Regions from separate parts of the Mus musculus genome. Here region 2 is linked to region 1. Evidence: chromatin contacts called from public Hi-C data. All regions are on one chromosome and are shown on one strand. Each heading gives the region's core, a stretch centred on a gene start, on an enhancer-like site or on the middle of the called end of the contact. The rest is flanking DNA. Distances are from core to core; before and after follow the strand shown.

Region 1 (4,823 bases), core at 1,462-3,961:
AAGAGGGATCTGATGATTTCTTCTGGCTTCCACGGGCACAGGTACTCACAAGGCAAGCTCATGCACAGATGAACACATAAAAATTCATGTGCCTGTTAATACCAGCATTGGCCTGAGGACTGAGAAGGAGGCTGGGGACGGGGCCTGCCAAGTACTCTAGCCAAAATGGTGAGCCCTGGTTCAACGAGAGCCTCTGCCTCAAAAATTGTGGTGGACTCACTTGTGGTGGTGTTGGTAGGGTTCGCTGAAGAGGTGGAGACAGAGAGATCACAAGTTTGAGGCCAGCCTGGGGTACATTTTTGCTAAGCACTGGGATGCAAGTCTTTAATCACAGCACTCAAGAGGCAGAAGTAGGAGGCCAGCCTGGTCAACATAACAAGTTTCCAGCCAGCTACATAGGTTTCAAAGGGAGACCCTGGCTTTAAAAATGATTTACGGTGGAGAGCAGAGTCACTTGAAATTGGCTCTTGACCTCCACATTCAAGCACAGGTAAATACACACACACACACACACACACACACACACACACACACACACACAACACCATGCACAAAACTTTTAAAAGGTACAACCTCAGCAGTATTTCTTCCAAGTTAGGCTGCAGTATTTCTCCCTTGGGTGCCTTTTTTAGCCATCTCTGCAAGTTGGGGATGGACTTAGTAGCCAGTCTTAGGTCATTCAAACAAGTACAAAGTATGTATGTCCTTCCTGCTGAAGGGGGTTTCAGCATGGGGCTCTACTTTATAATAATATTATCATTTATGTATATCTACATAACCAATTATAAGTATCAATAGCTACTATTGTCATTATTATTACATTTACTTTGCTAACTTGGGGAGGGGTGCATTTGTGGAGATCAGAGGACAGCTTGCAGGAGCAGTATTTGCCTTCTACCCTGTGGATCCCAGGGACTGAATTCTGGGTGCCAGCCTTGGTCATCAGGTTTCGTGGTAAGTACCTTTACGGGCTGAGCCATCTCACTGGCCCTGGAATCTACTTTCTAATGGAATCCCCCAGTCAGACACTGACTGCCAACCAGTTAACACTTGTGTTTGTATATTGGGCTTTTTGTATGTTGATCTCTCTCTGCCCCAGGCTCTAGTGATGAGGTACGGAAGGCCTGCCTGCTTGTGTTCACCTTTGCCCCAGGCAGCCTCTCTGCTGCTGCTGGATTTGTGTGATGTTCCTGTTTTGGTTTGGTTTGGTTTTTTTCACCACTAATTTTGTGTACAACTCTGCACAGTCCCTCACCCAGGCAGCAGTGGGTGGCCGTTTCTCTCACGCTTCTCTGCAGGATGCTGGTGACTAAGTCAAGCCTTATTCCTGATTCATCTGCAGAGCCTGCCCTGATCCACCTGTCTCTCCAACCGTGGTGCAACAGAACATCTTAAAGGTTTCCCTCAGTGGGTAACGGCATTGCCCCAAAGCCTGGTAACCTGCTAGGGTCGGGGCATGTGCGCCACAGTGCACATGTGGAGGTCATGTGGAGGTCAGAGGGCAGCCTGCAAGACAGTTAGCTTCTCCCAACTTTTGGGGGGTTTAAAGATTGACTCTAAGTCCTCAAGTTTGCTCAACATGGGACTTTACCTGCTGAGACATCTTGCTGGTATTACTTGTTTGTTTGTTTTTTAAACAAGATCTCTCGTTGAATCTGGAGTTCCCTGGCTGCACTGGCTGACCAGCAGACCTTTGGGGTCATCCTGTCTATGTCTCCCCCAAACTGGGGTTACAAGCAGGCATTGCAGTGCCCAGCTTTAACAGCTGTGCGAAGAGCAAAGTGGGGTCTTCATACTCGCAATGGCAAGCACTTTCCCTACTGAGCCAGCATTGGAAACATTGCTAATTGATAACTGATGGTTTCCTTCGCACTGAAAACCAAATGTAAACACGTGGAAGTCTGAAAGACAAATTAAGTCAGGATGAATGATGGCACATTCACTTCCGAACATTTTCAACTGCAGATGCCACGCTGTGTCTCCTTGGGGTGTAATCTGATGGCTTACAACCCCCTGTAGTTCATCTATGAGGATGCTACCCATGGAGACTCATAAGCACTTAGCACATATCAGAATGAACACATCTATCCATTGACATTCAGGTGACTGCAGACGGCGGAACTATAGCGAGCTTGGATTGTACAGGGCCTCATTGCCTAAGGGTAATGTGTGTTTTACCAGAGGTGGGATTTCGATGAAAAGGGTACCACACACCATCTGTTACCATCCAAGCTTGGAGACAGTTCCAGGGACATAACTGAAGCAAATGCTTCTTGGGGCCAATGTAGGAAGTATTGATTCAACCCCTGTCTGCCCTATGCCCAACGCTGGCCAAGACCTAGATAAAAATTAAGTGGCAGGTAGTCTTTTGCAGGAGAAAAGTGTCTACACACAAAACCTGTCAAAGTGGAAAATAGGATAGGGAAAGCAAATGGGTGTGTGCATGTGTGTTATGCTACAAATATACACACCAGTGTATTTAATGCTAAATTCAGAATTGCCAAAATAGGAAAAAAAAAAAAAGAAACACTTGTTCATTGATCTTACATGTGCAATTATCAAATACTTTTTAAAAATAGTGGCTAGTAACTCGAATGACTTCAAGTATTTCTGCAGGTTTAGTTAAGGGACTGGAGAGATAACTCAGCAATGACGAGTTCCTCCAGCTCTTTTAGTGGGGGTGAGAGGCTGAACCTAATTACAAGTAACAATGTTTCAATGGCATCAAAGCCAGTACATGACACCCAGGAAACTCAAGGTTAGAGCTGCCACTCCCTATGCTAGATGAAGGCCGGGTGCTTCCCCAAGTGGAATTAACATTTTACCAGGCTTACACTAGGAATTCACGCAGCAGAGTCATTCCTTATACAAAGGTGAATTTTCTTTTAATTATTTTTTTTAATTGTGTATTGCATGTGTGGACAACTCTGGGGGCTTAGTTCTCCCCTTCTGCCTGGTTATCAGGGAGGGTCTCTTGAAGGTGTAGCTATGCCACTTCCTCCAGGCTGGCTGACCTATGCTCTGCTCCTGTCTTGATGAGGGCAGCAGAGTGGACAAGACACACACCCCACAAGCAGTTGCTTGTTGTCAGCGTGGGTTCTGGAAATCAGACCAAGAAATTCGCACACACAAGCTCTTAACCACTGAGCCTTCTCTTCAGCCAAAAATCACAAGGGTGATTTTTTTTCCCCCAAAGGAAAAAAGACAGCTATACATGTGGCTTTCTCTGTAAACCCCATTTATGGAAAAGAACACTTTCAAACCAGCATCCTTCCAATTTTGTCTTTGTGTGGATGGGGAAAATGAGGGTCTTTTCTGTCTGGTCCTAGTCTAAGCATATGGTTTTTGTTTTGTTTTGTTTATTTCCTGCTCAATATTTTTTATTGCTTAAGTGTGTATTCAAACATGTCAGCTTTAACATGTCAGCATTAAACAATCACAGTCTTTATAGAGAAGAGAAAGTAAGTGTTGGGAGGGAGCACTGTGCTTAACCCGCAATGCCCCCTCGAGCAAAGGCCCTTTGTATCTCAGAACAAACAAAACGTTTTACTATTAACACACTGCAAGGGGTTGTTTGTGTTGGTCTGGAGGGGTCTAAACCAAAATGGAGAGCACAAGAGACAGCTATTCACAGAACTCAGGCTAGAATGTGTAGTTCATAATTCTGCGTAGAATCGGATTTTGTGAGCATAGTATATAGTACTTACAAAATTTAGATGAAAACATTCTTCTAAAAATTATGTGTATGTTTGAGCCACAGTGTACATGAGGTCAGAGGACCACTTACACGAGTTGGTTGTCTTCTTCAAACCAGGGCTTAAAATCTAGGTCACCAGGCTGGACACCAAGAGCCTCCACTAGCTGAGCCATCTCGATAGTCCTAAATAGAGAGTGTGCCTGAGGTGCAGAGATGGCTCAGCAGTTACAATGCACAGGTCCTGAGCACCATAGCATACACCTTAAAACCACCTTTAACACCAGCCACAGGGGCTTTGACACCTCCTCTGGCTTTCATGGGCGCGCGCGCTCTCTCTCTCTCTCCTCACACACACACACACACACACACACACACACAGAGTATATATACATGTATACATAAGCACACAATCTCTCTCCCCCCCCCCCGTCTCTCTCTCTCTCTCTCTCTGTTTCTCTCTCTCTCTCTCTCTCTCTCTCTCTCTAACACACAGGGTTTCTTTGTATAGCCCTGGCTGTTCTGGAACTCACTGTCGACCAGGCTGACCATTTCTGACTCAGAAATCCGCCTGCCTCTGCCTCCCAAGTGCTGGGATTAAAGGCGTGCGCCACCACTGCCAGGCTTGGGAGAACATTCTTAACAATCTTTAAGTTGCAGATGGAAAAATCACATTGCTTTGTTCACTATCATATGTCCAGCAACTGGAAAAGTGTTTGTTACCTTAGACATTCCAAATGATAACCAATAAATCTCACTGTGTAACATGATAAGAACCTTAAGAACACTTCCATTTTCACTGAAATTATATACCCTTCAGATAAGAGGAGACAATATTCGGGTAACTAAGTTTACTTACTTTTGGTTTGCAGCACAGAGAACAGCAGTGGCAGGCAGATGAGAGGACTAAGCTCAGTAGCTGGCAGAAGGGGATGACTAAGCTCAGCAGCTGGCAGAAGGGGGTGACTAAGTTCAGCAGCTGGCAGAAGGGGGTGACTAAGCTCAGCAGCTGGCAGGAGGGGGTGACTAAGCTCAGCAGCTGGCAGAAGGGGGTGACTAAGCTCAGCAGCTGGCAGAAGGGGGTGACTAAGCTCAGTAGCTGGTAGAAGGGGATGACTAACCTCAGCAG
Region 2 (4,823 bases), core at 1,513-4,012, 290 kb after region 1:
ATCCACAAGTAAGAGAACAAGGGATGCTTATCTTTCTGGGTTACCTCACTCAGTAAATATATTCTAGTTCCTGAATCTTTAGTTTCTGTTTTCTTTACCGCCAAGTAGTAGCCCATTGTACATGTGTGCCACATTTTCATGTCCATGCATTGGTTGAAGGACACATAGGTTGTTTCTCCATTTCCTAACTCTTGTCACTAGAGTTGCATTGATCATGGCTGAGGGAGCAAGTGTCCGTGAAGTAGGGTTGAGGCCCTTTGCATATATGCCAAGGAGTGCCACAGCTGGGCCTTATGCCAGGTTACTTTCAGCTCTTTGAGAGTTCTCCTCACTGATTCCCACGGTGGCTGCACCAGGTCTCAGGTCTATCAGCAGTGGAGGGGGTTCCCCTTCCCAGCATTCTCTTTAGCATTTGTGTTGTTTGTTTTCTTGATCTTAGATATTATGACTGGGGTAAGATCAAATTTCAAAATAGTTTCCAAATTACATTTTCCTTATTGCTAAGGAGTTAAACACTTAAAGATATATTTTTTAGCCATCTTCTTCTTTTTTTTTTTTTTGAGAACTCTGTCCACCTACGTACACCACTTTTTAATTCAGTAATTTATTTTCTTGATTCTTTGTTGTTTTTTTTTTCTCTGAGTTCTTTATCTATTTTGGATAATAATCTTCTACTGGGTGTATAGATGGCAAGGATTCCCCCCCTCCACTCTGGGGGCTTCCTCCTCACTTGATTGATGGTTTTCTTTGTGTACAGGAGCTTTTAAATTTTATGAGGTCCCATTTGTGAATTGTTGGCCTTAATTCCTGGACAAATGGAATTGTATTTCCTGCACCCATGTCTGTTTTCCCCTAGCAATTCAGCGTTGAGGTCTCTGATCTGCTTGGAATTGATTTGGGGGCAGGGTGATAACTATGGCTCTTTTTCACTATTCTACAGTACGGTCATCCATCCCAGTGTGGGCAGTGCCATCCCTAGACAGGTAGCCCTGGGGTGGATGAGAAAGAAGCTAGCAGGCCTGGAGCGTGGGTAAGCTAGCAAATCCTGAGTCTCCATGTGTTCTGTTTCAGTTCCTACCCTGACTTCCCTCCAAGACTGACCTAGGGAGTAAAAACCAAGTAAAAGCCCTTCACCTCAAGTTGCTTTGGCTAGGAGTTTGTTAACATAGCAACCCAAAGCAAGCTAAAACACACAGTGAAAAGGTGACTACAAACAATTCCCTTGTTTCCTTGTGCCCCAGAGCTACTGTTAAGTGTGTTACACCTGTGGTCTCTTGCTATACTTATTGAGCCTCAAAGTACTATTAACTTAAGTCCCAAGTTAGGGGACTTGAGTTAATAATATCTAGATACATTTACCCTGTACAACTGCAAACCAGCACCCTTCAGTGCACCTCCTTTCCTTCGCTGTCTCTGGGAATTGCCCTTCTCAGCTTCCTGTCTTTATGTATTTGAATTTTTCTTAAGATTTCACACAGAGTGGGGGATGTGGCTCAGTTGGTAGAGGGTTTGTCCAGCATTTGTGAAGCCCTAGGTCTCAATGTCTCACAAAGAGTGGTGTTAAATGCCTGAAATTCCAGCACTTGGAAGGGGGAGGCAGAAGGATCAGGAGTTCAAGATTTTACTGGCCTATATGGTGTTGGAAGCCAGCCTGTGTTACCTGAAACCATCTTTCAAAAAACAAGCAATAGACAACCAACCCAAAGAAGTAATTTTATGACCCAAGGGGACTCAGTTATCTTCTGTCTTTGAAGTGTTAACCCAGGTATGGTGATCCAGACAAGGAAAAGCTGTTGTCAGGATGGGTAGGGACTATACACAGTCTAATTCTTCAGGACAGTAGTGCTTGGCTTACAGTGACTTCCCCAAGTCCCCACTTAGCAATGTCTGCACACACGTTGACTGTTGGGTGCATATGTCCACTCACTTTCTTTCGATTTTCGATTCTAGAGTTACATGGAATTTCTACACTGAAAAGCTCAACCTGAGCATTAGAATCCCTCCACCCGTTTAAGAGGAGGGGTGTGTGTGTGTGAGGGGGGTGAGAGGGGTGAGGGGGGACGGGACCTCTTTGAGAGCCCATGAGCTCCTGCTGTGGTCCTCTAGCTTGTGGAAACAGCTTCCCTTGAAGGACTTGCTTCCCTAACCAGGTATCTAGAACACAGGCACCCCTTTCGCATCCACCTACATTCCCAGCCCCTGGGGAGAGAATGGCTTCGTGACACAACCACCAACTGCGGTATGGAGAGGCAGCGTGCACTATGCACATGAGGAGGCTTGGAGCCAAGCCAGACTTCAAAAATGGTCTTATTAGCCAGGTTGGGGATGACTTCCAGGTAGTAATTCATTGCAAATACCTGGGTATCTTATAACCTAGGCACTACTGGGAGCGCACTTGCAGAGTTTTCAGGGCAAGCCACAGCCCAACCAGTCTTGCAAGGCAGGGCATCTCAGATACAGGAGTTTATAGATGATTGCCTCTCTCCATGGCCGGGAGAGACCTCCGCCTTCCCAGGTGCCACACCTACTCGGTTTGCCGGTCCCAAGAAACCTCAAAGACTGGCCAGGAGAAGGCTGCAAGAGCGAGGGGGTGGGGAGGTGCTGTTCCTTTTCCTGCCACAATCTGTGTTGAGTCAGACCCTGAGGCTGGCTGGGCTGGTTCTGCTGCAGGCTGCTAAGCAGAATGGGCTGTGGTTAATGATTGACCCGTGTGAGACCTCTTCCCTTCCCTTCTGAAAGGCAGTCGGGGAGGCCAGTGCCAGGGACCTGGAAGGGAGAGGAGGATCCGCCGCCAGACAGAGTTCTGCGGCTCTTACTCAGAGTTGAGTAGGGAGGTCAGAGCCTCCTCCGGACTGGTCCCTCCTCACCCGGAGTGACTATCTCCAAACCCCACCGCCACCCACTGCGTCGCCAGGGATTCTAGGGTGAATTATTCCAGGAAGTTACAATGAGAGAGCCGAAAAACTAAGTCACTCCTGGCCAGCCAACCACAGTGACAGAAAAGTGTTGCGCCCACGCTGGTGAGTTGCGGGGCTTCTTTGGGAGGCCGAAGAAAGGGCAGTGGAGACATTTGGGGACCTGGTGGTCTGGGTCTCTCTTCCTCATGGCTTCATCCAGTGGCTCCAACCACATCTGCTCCCGTGTCATCGATCACAGCCATGTTCCTGAATTTGAGGTGGCCACTTGGATCAAAATCACCCTCATCTTGGTGTACCTGATCATCTTTGTGGTAGGCATCTTGGGCAACAGCGTCACCATCAGGGTTACGCAGGTATTGCAGAAGAAGGGCTATTTGCAGAAGGAGGTGACAGATCACATGGTCAGTTTGGCTTGTTCAGATATCTTGGTCTTTTTGATTGGCATGCCCATGGAGTTCTACAGCATCATTTGGAACCCCCTGACCACACCCAGCTATGCTCTGTCCTGTAAGCTCCACACGTTCCTCTTTGAGACGTGCAGCTACGCCACACTGCTGCACGTGCTGACCCTCAGCTTTGAGCGCTACATTGCCATTTGTCATCCCTTCAAGTATAAAGCAGTGTCTGGACCTCGCCAGGTGAAACTGCTGATTGGCTTTGTATGGGTCACCTCCGCCCTGGTGGCACTGCCTTTGCTCTTTGCCATGGGTATCGAGTACCCTCTGGTAAACGTACCCACTCACAAGGGACTCAACTGCAACCTCTCTCGCACCCGCCACCACGATGAACCTGGAAACTCCAATATGTCCATCTGCACGAACCTCTCCAACCGTTGGGAGGTCTTCCAGTCCAGCATCTTTGGGGCCTTTGCTGTTTACCTGGTGGTCCTGGCGTCTGTGGCTTTCATGTGTTGGAATATGATGAAAGTGCTAATGAAGAGCAAGCAGGGCACTCTTGCAGGGACCGGGCCACAGCTCCAGCTGAGGAAGTCAGAGAGTGAGGAGAGCCGGACAGCAAGAAGACAGACCATCATATTCCTGAGTGAGTCTAGGTCGCGGTGGGGAGAGGGGGCTGGGGGGAGGAGGGGGGACGTGGGCCTTCTGGCCCGAGAAGTGAAACCCGGAGTTCACTGAGGCTAAAAAGCAGCAGCTAAATAAAGGTCTTGGTGCTTATTGGGGGGCGGGGAGGGGGGGGCGGGGGAGATGTCTCTTCTTTGTGTTTAGGAAAAATGTGGCCTGTGACATTGAAAGGTCTGGTACATTATTCCTATGACTTCAGGCTATAAACAAAGTATCTTAGATAAAGATACTGGGTGATAAGAGGGACAAATGAAATCACCCAGGTCGAGTGAGAGTTCCTTTGGACAGGGACAAGTCCTTCAGAGATAAAGAGAGATACTGCTATCTTACTGGATCCTTAGGCCAGAGAGCCTTAACTCGGCAGGGAAATTTTGTCCGAATTTGTTTTTCTCCTCTTTGGAAGAAACTGGCTTCTCAGGGATACTTGCTCTTTAGACTGCTATTTCTAGCAGCTGTGATCTACAAGTCTAAAGAAACTGAGCTTTGATCTGCTCACTCTGAGATGTATGTGAGCACTCCCTGCTTAGATTTCTGCTGGGCCATGTACCTTCTTAGTACAGTGAGGCATAGCAGGGATTTCGGTTTATCTGATGAGCTGACCTCGACATTTCTCTACACCCCAACTTCTGATGGAAAGAGAGAAAGAGAGAGAGAAAGGAAGGGAGGGAGGGAGAGAGGGAGGGAGGGAGGGAGGGAGGGAGGGAGGGAGGGAGAGAGAGAGAGAGAGAGAGAGAGAGGCGTTTGCTTCCAAAACTTGGTGGTGATGCAAGTATTTGAAATTAAGGGTCTTCTCTGGGCTTAAGGGGATGAATTCTAGGGAACCAGT

The links. Hi-C and Micro-C count contacts between places; a contact is called where the count stands out from the background.
Region 2: a contact with region 1 is called in a Hi-C map of Sertoli cells, with 4 times the contacts expected there. The contact joins the promoter of Gpr39 here to the enhancer-like site in region 1. A contact is called at or near these places in 7 of 39 promoter capture datasets (the C10 cell line, the HPC-7 cell line, embryonic stem cells and 3 more), 7 of 484 Hi-C or Micro-C datasets (the Ba/F3 cell line, the HPC-7 cell line, Sertoli cells and 3 more) and 3 of 9 other capture datasets (embryonic stem cells, liver and pancreatic islet).

The regions. Positions count from the first base shown.
Region 1 is chr1:125,385,125-125,389,947 of GRCm38.p6, forward strand. No RefSeq gene overlaps it. Among named protein-coding and RNA genes, the nearest start is that of Actr3, 48 kb to the right of the region's middle. Within about 2 kb of position 2,712, at least 14 of the 459 cell types and tissues checked have an H3K27ac peak or open chromatin away from gene starts, as enhancers often do. A contact at or near this core is called in Sertoli cells, where this site is marked.
Region 2 is chr1:125,674,234-125,679,056 of GRCm38.p6, forward strand. Gpr39 (G protein-coupled receptor 39) reads left to right here and starts at 2,763. Exons shown (of 2, transcript NM_027677.2): 1 at 2,763-3,959. The coding sequence starts at 3,104.